3 separate regions of the Sus scrofa genome follow, and regions 1 and 3 are each linked to region 2. A link is a contact called in public HiChIP or PLAC-seq data. All regions are on one chromosome and are shown on one strand. The core of a region is the stretch at or near the end of the contact, and the rest is flanking DNA. Distances in the headings are between cores, read along the strand shown. Region 1 holds the start of SLC16A9 (monocarboxylate transporter 9). Region 2 holds the start of CCDC6 (coiled-coil domain-containing protein 6). Region 3 holds the start of MRLN (myoregulin).

Region 1 (4,113 bases), core at 914-3,413, 190 kb after region 2:
TGGGTCAAATTCCATTTGATGGTATAAAGTGTCAAATTTGGACCAGATTTCTGAGTCCTCTTGCATGTCTAAATGCTCTGCTGAGGTGTGACTGAACAATGAACCTTCACAAGGAGGTGGGGGCGATTTTCACACTCTAGCCAGGCAATAATTCCCTAGGCCAAATGGCCACTGTCCCTACCCCCATCCCCAAGGCAGCTTCCATGGCTCACCAAGTTCTCCAAGGCTACATTCTACCCACCTCATTCACTGCATTATAATCTGGACTCCCCACCCTCCACCCCAGCCATTTGAGTTTTTGACACTTGTGATTCAGTCTTAGATAGAGGTTGGAACCATGCTGTGCCTAAGAAGGAGCTAATTTTCAGTTCTTAGTTGATAGGTGTGGACTGGCTGAGCGGAAATGGCAAGGCTGGTCATAACATCCTCTTTAAAAGAAATCTGGGAAAACTCAGTCAAGATGAGGATGTGGACATGGCAGCTTCTTCCAAATGGCGAACAAAGAAGTATTTTTTGAGCAAGGTTTCCTTGTCCCCTCAATGACTCCAACTAATTATCAAGGTGACATTTGCTGTGGTGGTTAGGGGATATCTAAATCAAAGGAAAAACCTTCTAAAATACATTTTATTGACACGTAGAGAGAAAATCACACAGATTATCAGTGTATAGGTTCATGCATTATTATAAAGAGACACGCCTGAGTAACCACAAACCAGATCAAAAACAGAAGAGGATGAGAAGCTCCTTTTGTATCCTCGCTCCTTGGAAATACATTTTTTTTTTTTTTCTTTTTCTTGTCTGTGCCTGTGGCATGCTGAAGACGAGGCCAGGGACTGAACCTTCACCATAGCCACAGCAGGGATCCAAGACACAGCCGTGACAATGCGGGACCCTTAACTGCTTGGCCACCAGGGAACTCTGGAGTACATTTTTTTGATGGTGTGGAGAGAATCACTTCATTTTTCCTTCCAGAAACTATTCCTGGGACCACCTCTCTCTGATTTTTACTTGTACTTAATCCCCCCATCTTACTTAGGACAAATTAAAATTATATCAATTAGCACTGGCCATTCTCTTCCCATAACCTAAAGGAAAGTCAGTAAATTGAGTGGAAAGGAATGATGTGAGGCAAAAGAGATGAACTGATGACCTGTCTTCTAGAAAACTCACCAGGATGTTCACAGGTTTTTTTTGGACTCTCATCTCACATAGACTCCCGGATGTGGGAAAATTGAGAAACTGAAGCCTCATCTAACCAACCCTTTCCAGGGGGTACGTCAGAATAGAGGTTCAGTGTATAAACGGAATTCTCATCCCGGTGATGGGTGGTCCCAGCCCCCTTTAAGAAGTTAGTAGAAGGTATGGCGCCCCTTCCCACAAATACCTATATACACAGGAACACAAAAAAGTGCACATTATTTTGGGAGGGGGGCACACCTAGAAAGCCCTAGTGTCCTACCTACGGACTGTCTCCAGTCTGCTGCAGTGACTGGGAATCTCAGAGCCCTTTACCTTTCAGCCAAAAATAGGAGTGTATTGTTAGTGAAGCCCACCTGCCTTGACAGACTCAGCGTCCTCAGATGCAGCCTCTCCAATCAGCACATTATGTGCACTCGGGGGAGTGGGGGGGAGCTCCCTCCTTTTCCACGGAGCTGTCACAAAGGACAGCACTTGGCACCCTCACTCCTCACTGCCCAGGAGCACTGACTCCACAAAGTTCTGGTGCCCGTTTCTCTGGGATCACTGCCAGCTGGGGATAGAGCTCCGGCCAGGAGGGCGCCCAGCGGCCCAAGAGCCTGAGAGACCAGGAGGGAACTCGCACTCATCTCTAGACCCGGGCTCCTCCGACATGCACAGTGCCCCGAGCAGCGGGTGCGGGCGTGCGGTGGGCGGCGGGGACGCAGCGGCGCCCGGGACGCGCGCGCGCGTGTGCGCACACCCAGAGGGCGCCTGGCCGGTGGTGCCCATCTCTCCTGCGGCCTTGGTGGCTCCGGGCCGGGCCGGGCCGGGCCGGGGCCGTGGCCCCAGCCGTGCCCTCCCTCTTCCAGGCCGGCCTGGCCCGGCCCAGCGCCGCGAGAGCAGAAGCAGCGCCCCTACCGCCAGCTTTTCCACCTCCATCTCCTCCGCCTCCTTCCCCCAGCCACTAGCTCAGTCACAACCGGTTCAGACTGGCCAGGGTGCCCCGCAAAGAAGAGAGAGAGGGGGGGAAAACACTGGGAATAACTTCCCCAGGAGGAGGAGAACGAGAAGGTGGAGCCCAGAGGAGGGGCCGGCTCCTTCCCTCCATGTGGCCGCCGCTGCCGCGGGGCTCGGCGGGGGCAGAGGGCGGCGGCTCCCGGGGCAGCGCGTAGCGGGACCGATTGCCCAATACTCCGGCAGGGGCCGGGGCCGGGCCCCCGGATAAATAGCCGCCCGGCAAGCCCGGAGCTGCAGGGGAGAGCAGCGGCAGCGGTCTTACCTCCGACCACGTTCCCGGGGCACTGCGCCCTGTGCTGCGCCCCGGAGACCCTGCCGAGGCTGGTACTCAGGTAAAGGGTTGGAGCTTGCGGGGTGGGTCCCAGAGGTCGGCGGGCACCCGTCTGTCTAACCTCCCGGAAGCGTCAAGTAACTCAGCCGACTCCGAGCACTAGGAGGTGGCGGCGGCGGCAACAACGCTGTCATCATCAGCTGCCGAGCAGCTCGGAACTGGTTTCTAGTTTGGGCTGTGTGCCGAGGGCTGAGCGTGTCCTCAGTGCGCTCGCGCCCACCCGGTGACCCCCACTTTGGTGGGGTGCTTCTCCGCGGTGGGCCAGTTTTCCCAGGGCCCCAGGGGGGCCTTTTGCACAGAGCTGGGGGAGGCGGGGAGGGGGCGACCTGGAGGGGGGGCGCTTTGTGTAGAGATCTGCTCCAGGAACCCCGAGACAGCTTCTGGGACTGCGGGTGGCAGAGGGGAGGTGGGGGAAAGCCACTCAGGTGAGCCCCTGTCTCCCAGAGGGCAGCCAAGCCTCCAAACGCACTGTTGGAGCTGGTGAGCGCAGGTGTCCCGGGGAGGGAGGAAAAGAGGGCGCGGGGCGGGCGGGTTCTGCACGCTGCGCCAGGTTCAGCACCGCGGGGTCAGCTGGGGCGAGCGCAGCCCATCCTCCGTGACCGCCGCGAGACGCGCGGCGCCTCGGCCGCCAGGACGCAGAGCGGTAACTTGGAAGGACCAGGTGCTTAACGCTCCACCTGAGACTCGTCCTGGGTAACCTGCCTTAGCTTCAGCAGCTCACAGAGGCTTTGGAAAGAACTGATAACCTGTTAAAACCTTGGTCATTGAAAACACATCAATGCTTCTTAGGATGCCACGTCTAATCCAGCCCAAGGCAGTCAATCCTGAAGGTTTAGGTAGGATTTACGCTGAATATACATATTACTTACACAGTAAGCTATTTAATATAATACCTTTTGGATCAGTTTCTTGGGTCACAGTTAGTTTGAGTGTAATTATTTTTTAAACTTAAATTACTTGGAAACTATTCAGATAGCAGGTGGATTCCCCACCCCGAAGTAGCCTTTTGCATCAAGTCCTGTTAATTTGTTCCTAACAGTTTTTAAAATTTGAGTTGGCATCAGCTGTGCAAAATGGGTCTGGCTGATACAGGCAGAGGACTGAGGGAGCTGGAGAAGATTCCGAAGTGAAAGCAGCAGTTATTCATGATAGGATTACACCTTTTAAATAAGATGTGCATCCAGATAACAGGGTTAGTGTCCATATCATTGCCAGAAATAAATCTGCTTTTTTTAAAGGCCCTGGGAAGTGGAAATTACATAATAAAAAAAGCTTAACCTGCATTTTGCCACAACTCGTTCTTTTAGCAGCCCTGAACTGACTGCCTAAGAACATTCTCCTCTGTTTCTTCTCTTCTATGTGTAGGCAAGTAGGGGATCACAAGAACCCTTCCTGTCTGTGGGATGAATAAAAGGGAAGGATAAAAGATCCGCAGAGGTAGCTCAGAATGGGTATCTTTTCTGACTTCTGATTGCAACTCTGAAAAGATGGTGGTGCAGTGGTTGGTGTCTGAATTTGGGTGAATCTGAGCATGAAGCTAGAGCCTGGAGGATGACAATTTGACAGATGTGATCAATTTGCAGACT
Region 2 (4,416 bases), core at 1,387-3,886:
TTATACTGGACCCAGGGAGCAGACTTAGCCTCTAAATCAAGGTACAGTTAAATAAATACTATCAACTACCTTTCAAGAAATGATAGCACCACAGTGGCACATTCTATGAGTCTATCCAAATTCTGACCCTCTGTGATAGTCAGCTCATACTTGCTTCACTCCAGTTCTTTTTAAAACTGAAATGGTGGGTTCTGCAACCACCAAATCCATTCGATTTGCATGAAATCACTTATATTTGACAGTAATGTAACTAGGTGTGTACAGCATTAAAAGTTAAATAACAGGAGTTCCCTCTGTGGCACAGTGGGTCAAGAACCTGACTGTGGTGGCTCAAGTGACTGCAGAGTTGCTGGTTCCATCTGTGGTCTGGCACAGTGGGTTAAAGGATCTGGTGTTGCCACAGCTGCAGCTCAGATTCAATCCCTGGTCAGGGAACTTCTGTATGCTACAGGTGCAGCCATTAAAAAAAAAAAGAGAATTAAACAAATTTCCTATGATTTATGCCCTTATTTTAACTTTGTTATTGAAAGTTCCAAGGTCAGAGAGTAAATCAGCTACAAAAATGGCATTAGACCAAAAGATTTTGATGTTGTGCCTTGCAATTAGACTCTAGGTATTCTTTTTCATTGTTTTTATATTTTTGCAGTTTGAATTTAGGACAAAGGTAGATTTTGTTATTTCTCCAATGAAAATGATGGCCTACATTGGTCTCTTCTTCCTCCAGGCAGCACACACTTCTGATTCATTTCCCCCAGAAAGCAGAGAAATGATATTATTGGTTTTCTAACTAGTGTTTCCATCGTAATGCTATTACTGAACTAATGTTGTGATAAACGGTCTGTTTATAAGGGTAATCACTTTTACAAGAAGTAGAAAATTAGACACGCTTCTGCTTTGCAATAACAATAAAAACCACAGTGAAAAAAAATTCCCTCGTTTATTTCCATCTGTATCAGCAGGGAAGCTTTAAGAAGATGGCTTTCCTCTTAATGTCTTTTAAACGCAGTTATTGCCTCAAGTATCGTGTCAAAAAGCAGTTTTTGTCCTAATTCTATTCAGACCAATCCATTTTAAGTTACTGTAACGTGGGCCCTTTAAGAAAGTCAGGCTCTTGAAACTCCACCCCTCCGCTGACTTGAAGCATTTAAGTCCTCTTTCTGAGGCAGTTGGTGATAAAGCTGAGAGAGAGCCAGCTTGCTCCCAGCTTTGCCTGGAAGGAATGTTTTTAAGTAAGCTCTGAAAGTGGAAGCTTTAAGATACTATGGGATAGGGAACAATGGAAACTTGTGAAGTATGGAAGCCAGACTGGCTCTTAAGATTCTATCACGGTGCTGGGGTAAAGCGGAAAGAATGCTGTTAAGTCTGAGTTTCCCCATGTGGCACGACTCCCTGCTAGCTTTACCCCTCCATTTCACCCAGCAAGTGAGATTTCCAGAAGCCACTTCCAATCTGAGGAGCTGCTTGTCTTAAGTAGCACATCCTCAAAAGGAAAAAGTGAGGGAGAGGAGTTAAGTCTCAGTGAATACTAAACTGGATCACTTCTAACAGAATTGTTGACATTGGCTATATGTTTCTGAAGAGTAAAGTCAACTTTTTTTTTTGTTCTCCTGCTACACCAATAATGGCTGAGTTCAGAAGTCCTCTAGTACTAAACTAAATAATTAGGACAAATTTGGGGTTTAATTGCCATTGGCATTTTGGAGCTGTCTGCTGCAAGCAGCCATCTTGGTAAAAGATGATGTCATTTGGAACCCTTGGCATTTTAGTTTATTCCCAGGTACCTGCTGTTAGGAATTAGCTGTTGAATTAACACTGTAATCATTAGGTCAAATTTAGGTTTAAAGACAATGGAGGAGTTGAAATAAAAATCATTAAAGCACTTCTTTATCCTTCCTAACACATTACAAACTTTCCCAGAAGTTCAAAGCAATAGAAAAAAAATTTACACTTTTTTCCCCTGTTTCCAGGTTTGTTCTTCTGTTGACTAAGCTTGGAAAATAAAACTAGTCTGGTCAGTTTCATTTTCTGATTTTTATACATAAGTGAAAGCTGTTTTGTGTCAACAGTGTAAAGTGTTTAGAATCACCTCACCTGCTGGGCCAATTTCCTGTAAGCCTTTGTTTGGGACGGTAAAGGGGAAATACAAGTTTTGATCTTGCATTTCTTATGCTTCAAAACTAAAACCCTGTATTAGACCACAGTAGGGTAATTTTTTTTTTTTTTTTTGACTTCTTAAAGTTTTCTAGGAGTGGGCAAGATGATAGTAAAGGCAAATGATGGTCATGTTCTATTTCCACTTAATCACTATTTGTATAGCATAATGCTCTGTCCGCAGTTACTTTGGAAAGTTGGCACTTAAAGGGATATTTTAATCCACAAAAAGTGTTTATCTTTTTTTCTTTTGGATTAGATAAATGTTACTGTCTTAATCCTACTGCACGACAGGTCCTGGCATTGTCTGCAAGATACGGAGAGAAAAGGAAAAAAACCTTGCACCTTGTTTAAACAATTGAGCACAGTGTGGTTTACGAGATGATTAGGAGGAGGAGAAAAGACATTGTCTCTCCTGCAATTTTTTTCTTAAGGAGGTTAACCTGTGGGTGCTGTCGCGTCGCCCTCCTTGGCTCCTTGCAGAGGAACTTAACGTTCTGTGAACGCTCTCCAAACCTTCCTAGGCAAGCTCGCTGAGATCCAACTAAAAGGGCTGCGTCTGTGTTTGAAGCAGACAGAGGGAGACAGGAGCACACAACAGTCGCCAGAAGATGGGGCCACAACTCGGCTGGGGCTGGGTGCCGGAGCCGGGCTGACCTTTCCACGTGTCCTCAGCACCTGCGAGGCTAGTGGGGCATTAGGTTTCCTTTTCCCAGGAGCGGGCGCGAGCCCGGAAGAGGCTGGGCGGCGGCGGGCTTAGGGCAGAGAGAGGTGGGAGGCCCTCCCTCTGAACACGTGTGGCGGGGGAGCAGCTGGTGCGGAGGCTGACCTGGTCGGCAGGCACCGGCCCGCCCCGCGCGTCCCCAGCCCGCCGGCGGACGCCAGAAGGCTGACGGCGGCGGCAGGCGGGTCTCGGAGCTTTTCGGCCTGCTTTGCTGGGCGGCCTAAGCGAGCGCGCCAGGCCCGGCTGGAGCGAGCCCCAGTGCAATACTGCCCGAGCCCGGGCGGGGTCTCTGTTCTCTGGCAGAGGAGGTCCCTTGGCAGCGGGAAGCTCCCTCTCTTTCTCTTGCCGCCGTTCGGAGTCTGCGCCCTGGTGCCAGGCGCCCAGATCGGCGCTCCCCTGTGCTCGCCCGGCGCCCACTCATTTGCAGCCCAGCCTTCGCCGCCGCCGCCTCCCCGCTCCTCCTCCTGGTTGTCTCCCCAGCCCGCCGCGGTCATGGCGGACAGCGCCAGCGAGAGCGACACGGACGGGGCGGGGGGCAACAGCGGCAGCTCGGCAGCCATGCAGTCGTCTTGCTCGTCGACCTCGGGCGGCGGTGGCGGCGGCGGGGGAGGCGGAGGCGGCGGCGGCGGCGGGGGAAAATCGGGGGGCATTGTCATCTCGCCGTTCCGCCTGGAGGAGCTCACCAACCGCCTGGCTTCGCTGCAGCAGGAGAACAAGGTGCTCAAGATTGAGCTGGAGACCTACAAACTCAAGTGCAAGGCGCTGCAGGAGGAGAACCGCGACCTGCGCAAAGCCAGCGTGACCATCGTGAGTGCACCCCCCCTCCCGGGGGGCGCGCGGCAGCGGGCGACCTCCTCCCGCCCCGGGGAGAGGCTGCACCCCACCCCGGGCAGTCCCCCGGACTTCTCCCAGGCTCTCGAGGACCCGCAGCGAGCAAGCTCCCTGCCAAGACCTGCCGGCCCGGGAGGGTGGGGGAGAGGGAGGTGTCCCTTCGGGGCCGCTCGGGTCTGCCCTCCCCGGGGGTCCAGGCCCCTCGCGGGGTGCGGGAGGAGGCTGCTGGGACCGCCACCCACGTTCCCTTGTCGCTTCTGGGGAGGAGGCCCCTCTTGGGCAGAGCTGGAGGTCGGCGGCGTGGCTGGGGGGCGGGGTGGGACTTTTTCCAGTCCTCGTCTGCCTGAGGGGTGCGTCCAGAATCTGGGAGACCTAGGCTGAGGGAGAGAGAGGCGGCTGGGGCCTGTTCCAGGGGCCTAGTTTGGGGTGCGGGGAGTGCGCAGCTGGGCTGGGCACTTGGCTGGCATCTGGACGGCGCTGGCTGGGTCGCCCGGGGAGGGCGCGGGAGAGAGTGGCCGGGAATCCGGGAAGTGGAGTTTTCTGGCCGGGATCGAGAGGGAAGGGCGGGTACCGGAGCTGATGCTCCCACCACGTTGGAAGTCCTTTCCTTGGACAGGGGGCGGGTGGGGGTGGCGGCGGCGGTATATAGCCGGGAGAACGCAGCATCTTAGACTGGCCTGGACGGGGGGAACGGTTTGAAGCCTGGACAA
Region 3 (4,163 bases), core at 1,281-3,780, 150 kb after region 2:
AAAAAAAAACTTATCTGTAGATGGCAAGAGGCTGCAACTGGCCATGGTTAGGTGATCAATGATAATTTTCAAAGCTGAAAGATCTGATAAGAGCTTATTACAGAAGCAATGCAGTTGACAAGGAAATGTGGTTGGTTCTGGGCATTCAAAACAAAATCAAATCAATCTGAAATCAAAATAACAATTTTTTTTTTAAATAAGAGGTAATATGATTGTAAAGAACTTTTGGCTCTTCCAAAGTGAGGAGACTGTTCTTTGAAGTCATCAAGGACACGATGAATTTCACCTAAAGCACAGAAAAGTATCCCGGTAAGACACAGAATCTTTTCCTTTAAGGCAGATTTCTCAGAAGGCGAAGAGAAACCTTTTACAACCTCCTAAGAAGCCAATCAATAATCCAAGAAAATTTTGTTATTTAGCAAAGAAAAAGAAAATTTCAGTTTGGCATCAGTTTAATATTTAACACTAATGGTCTTTTAAAGAAATCTTATAATAAGCCCATCAAACCTTAGCTAACATTAACCATAACAAATGCATTTCCCTTTCTGTGAATCTTCTACAACTTTTTTTTGTTCATTTTATTCATTTTTTTCTTTTTTCTTTTTTGTTCCACACCTGTGGCATATGGAAGTTCCCAGGCTAGGGATTGAATTAGAGCTGCAGCCTGCAGGCCTACACCACAGCCACAACAATGTGGCACCCCAGCCACATCTGTGACCTGCACTGCAGCTTTTGGCAATGCTGTATCCTTAATCCACTGAGCAAGGCCAGGGATTGAACCCGCATCCTCATCGAGACAATGTCGGGGCCGTCTGAGCCCACAAGGGGATCTCCCAATTATAAAATTTCAATTCCCTGGTTGCTATGAAGATGTGGGCTCTTGTCCTTGTCTCACTGTTAGATTTTTTTATTCATTTTATTTGTTTGGCCATACCTGTAGCATGTGGAAATTGCTGGGCTAGGGTTCAAACCTATGCCACAGCAGTGACAACAACAGATCCTTAACCCACTGAGCCACCAGGGAACTCCACCATCGTTACGCTTTTACTAGGATTGTGTTTCTGGCAGATAGGATAAGTTGAGATCATCTGCTCAACATGAGTTCTGAAGCACCCACCAATACTTGTGGAGGGGATTCTTTTAAGACTTCCTTTTCCCTGGTGTGTGAAGTTCACGGCAACATTTGGGACAAATGGCTGAGGAGGACCAAATGGCCACCCAGGTGTCTCCAAGGCTCAGCCAAGTGGGTAAAATATCCATCCGGCTTCCAATTAGTATTTTTAGTGGTAGATGATTGTGCTTGGGGTCCTTGAGACACACTAGAACCCCTGGCAAGGGGATGCCCACCTAAATTTGTACTACTGAGGGGCCAGAGTGGGAAGGGGAAGGGGTGGAGGGGTGGATCAAGGGGTGGAGGCAGTGAAGGTTTTGAAGGGGAATAGATCTAACAATTCAAGGGAGTTTAAGGGATGGTTGGATTTGGTAAAAAGGAGGAAGAGGGAGAAACGTGGTGGGGGGGCAGTGCAGGGAGTGATGGGGAGGGAGCGATTCTGGATGAGAGTCAGATGGGGGCGGTTTATAGTCCCCCAAGAAGCCACTGAAATTCCCAGTGGTCTTGAGTAAAATTGGGCAATTACCGAAGATACGGAACGAATACCATAGGGGTGAAGCAGGCAGTGAGTGGTCATCGGGTAGAAAAGTACTGCTATGGCTGAATTGTCTCCCCCACCCCCACCCCCCTTCCCTGAAAAAGATATGTTGATGTCCCGACCCTGTGAAGTAGGCTTTTCTAGAAATGGGGTCTTTGCAGATGTAATCAATTTAAGATGAGGTCATTAAGATTGGCCCTAATCGAGTACGCCTGGTGCCTTTATACGAAGGGAAGCTAGAGGTACACAGGGATATGATGATGGAGCAGAGATCTGAGTGCTGCAGCTGTAAACCATGGAACGCCTGCCAAGAACTGCAGACCATCACCAAATGCCAGGACCGGGTGAGAAAAGGTCTTCCCTTGGAGCCTGCAGAGGGAGGATGCCCTGCTGCCACCTTGATTTCTTTCCTCCCTTCCTCCTTCCCTCTTTCTCTCTCTCTTTCTTTTGGCTGAACCTGCTGTATACAGCAGTTCCTGGGCTAGGGGTCAAATCAATCAGCTGCTGGCCTCCGCCACAGCCACGGCAACACTGGATCCGAGCCGAATCTTCCACCTATGTCACAGCTTGTGGCAACGCTGGATCCTCAACCCAATGAACAAGGCCAGGGATTGAACCCACATTGTCATGGACACCATGTCAGGTTCTTAACCTACTGAGCCACAATGGGAACTCCGACACCTTGATTTCTGACTTGTAGCCTCCAGAACTCTGAGACCACAACTATCTGTTGTTTTAAGCCATCCAGCTGTGGTATTTTGTCATGCCAGTGCTAGGAAACTAGTACGGTTAGTAACCTTGGCTTAGATCATTAAATCAGATGTAGGACCTTAAAGAAGACAGGAAAGATAATCCTCCTTGGGTTCCTGCGCCAGGGCTCCCCACTCAAGCCCAAGCCACAGAAGCTTCCTTCATTCAAGCCTCCATTGAGGATCTGAGGGAAGTTGATTGAAAAATCTCCACTAGAGGAACAAAGGAGAAACAGACGAGGCTTGGAAAAAGAGCCAGAGAAAAATCTCTTTGCCTGAAAGACGAGGTCCATGTAACTCCTCAGTGTGCTGTGACAGAGCATAGATGTCCAGTGGCTCCCTGTTGGGGTCCCCAGCCCCGGGACACAGAGGGTTGGAGAAGCCACCGCGAACACCTGGGTGAAGACAGAGTGCTATGAAGGATGGTTGGCCCTCAGTCTGAGACGCAGCACCTGAAGACTATCAGGGAAGACAAACCCAGATTTAGGTAAGTGGAGATTCTTCGAAAACACTGTGGTTGGTGGTTGCCAGAACTTGGGCGTGGGGGAAGAGGACCAGAGGGCAGGGGTTCTCTAATGCATATGAGAGCTTCAGCGCTGCAAGAGGAGAAGGTTCTGGCCATCTCTTGCCCAACCATGTGAGTGTACTTAATGCGATTGAATCACACACTTAGAAAGGGTCAAGGTGCTAAAGTTTTTGATACGTACATGCATTTTCGAAAGTCTTAGCAAAATAAAAAAAGACTTAAAATATAGGGAAGGGGGGCCTACTGCAAAATTGAGAACACATTGACAACCAGATCTGCAAGGATCTCAAGATTGGACAGGAAAATAGCCTTTTCTTTTATTCAAAAGGAGTAGGAGTTCCCTGGTGGCCTAGTGATTAAGGATGGGGCTGCTGTGGCCCAGGGTTCGATCCGTGGCCCAGGAAATTTCACATGCTGCAGGTGAGGCAAAAAAAAAAAAAAAAAAAAAAAAGAGTAAAGAAAGCTAGAAAGAACTGGATGTTGGCCATGGGGTGGGCAGGTTTATGACTAGACCAGGGAAGGTCTTTCTTTGTGGTCAGCTCCTTTGAGGAGGTCGTTAAGGAAAGGCTACTGTGCATTCCAGGGCTGGCTCAGGTTGAAGGTGGGTCAGAGGACAGGTCCTGCCTGGAAAGGAGAAGCCTGAGTTGAATTTGGTCAAGGCAACTCAGGAGCATCTCGTCCAGATTGGTCGGTGGGAACAAACAGTTTGGCTGGTCATTTATGACACAGAGAATGGGAACTGAGAGCCTGTGTTTGGCCTTGTCCTGGGTAAACAAGGGAGTCATCCTCCAGTCTCATCAAAGCCACTCGAGGAAGGGTGGTTCTGTGCAGGAAGGCTTTTCCTGGAACACAGAGGGTGGGGATCCCTGTACCCAGCTCTTTTCTAGGGGCCCAGGACTCAGGTGCTCTTCCACGCTGTCAGCCCCTGCAGCTGCTCTCCACCTCCCCCAGCCCCTACCCTGATGGTGAGTTTCTGAGTTGTGAGTTTTTGAAGGGCTGCTCTGCCGAAGCTGGCCAGCCCCAGCCTCATGTGTCAAGGCCCAGTGAGTGTGAGCTATTGCTTACCTGTCCACGTGGAGGCCACCATACTCCTTCTGGCACTTATTTCTCAAAATAATCTGATGAGGTATGTGGAGGTTGTAATTGCCATTTTAGCTGAAGACACTGAGACACCAAGAGAGTAAATAACATGCCTGATGTCCCTGGGCAAACGTCACAGGACTAGTGTGTACTTTTCCT

Evidence for each region. HiChIP or PLAC-seq counts read pairs in DNA pulled down with a chosen protein or histone mark.
Region 1: an H3K27ac HiChIP or PLAC-seq map of skeletal muscle shows a contact between it and region 2. The contact joins the promoter of SLC16A9 here to the promoter of CCDC6 in region 2. A contact is called at or near these places in 5 of 47 Hi-C or Micro-C datasets (embryonic fibroblasts, fetal heart ventricle, heart right ventricle and 1 more) and 1 of 2 datasets of contacts at active chromatin or transcription factors (skeletal muscle).
Region 3: an H3K27ac HiChIP or PLAC-seq map of skeletal muscle shows a contact between it and region 2. The contact joins the promoter of MRLN here to the promoter of CCDC6 in region 2. A contact is called at or near these places in 3 of 47 Hi-C or Micro-C datasets (embryonic fibroblasts and skeletal muscle) and 1 of 2 datasets of contacts at active chromatin or transcription factors (skeletal muscle).

What each region holds. Positions count from the first base shown.
Region 1 is chr14:63,107,187-63,111,299 of Sscrofa11.1, reverse strand. SLC16A9 (monocarboxylate transporter 9) reads left to right here and starts at 2,163. Exons shown (of 5, transcript XM_005671011.3): 1 at 2,163-2,528.
Region 2 is chr14:63,298,245-63,302,660 of Sscrofa11.1, reverse strand. It overlaps CCDC6 (coiled-coil domain-containing protein 6), which reads left to right and starts at 2,636. Exons shown (of 9, transcript XM_001929282.5): 1 at 2,636-3,682. The coding sequence starts at 3,368.
Region 3 is chr14:63,151,212-63,155,374 of Sscrofa11.1, reverse strand. It overlaps MRLN (myoregulin), which reads left to right and starts at 2,530. Exons shown (of 3, transcript NM_001307926.1): 1 at 2,530-2,885.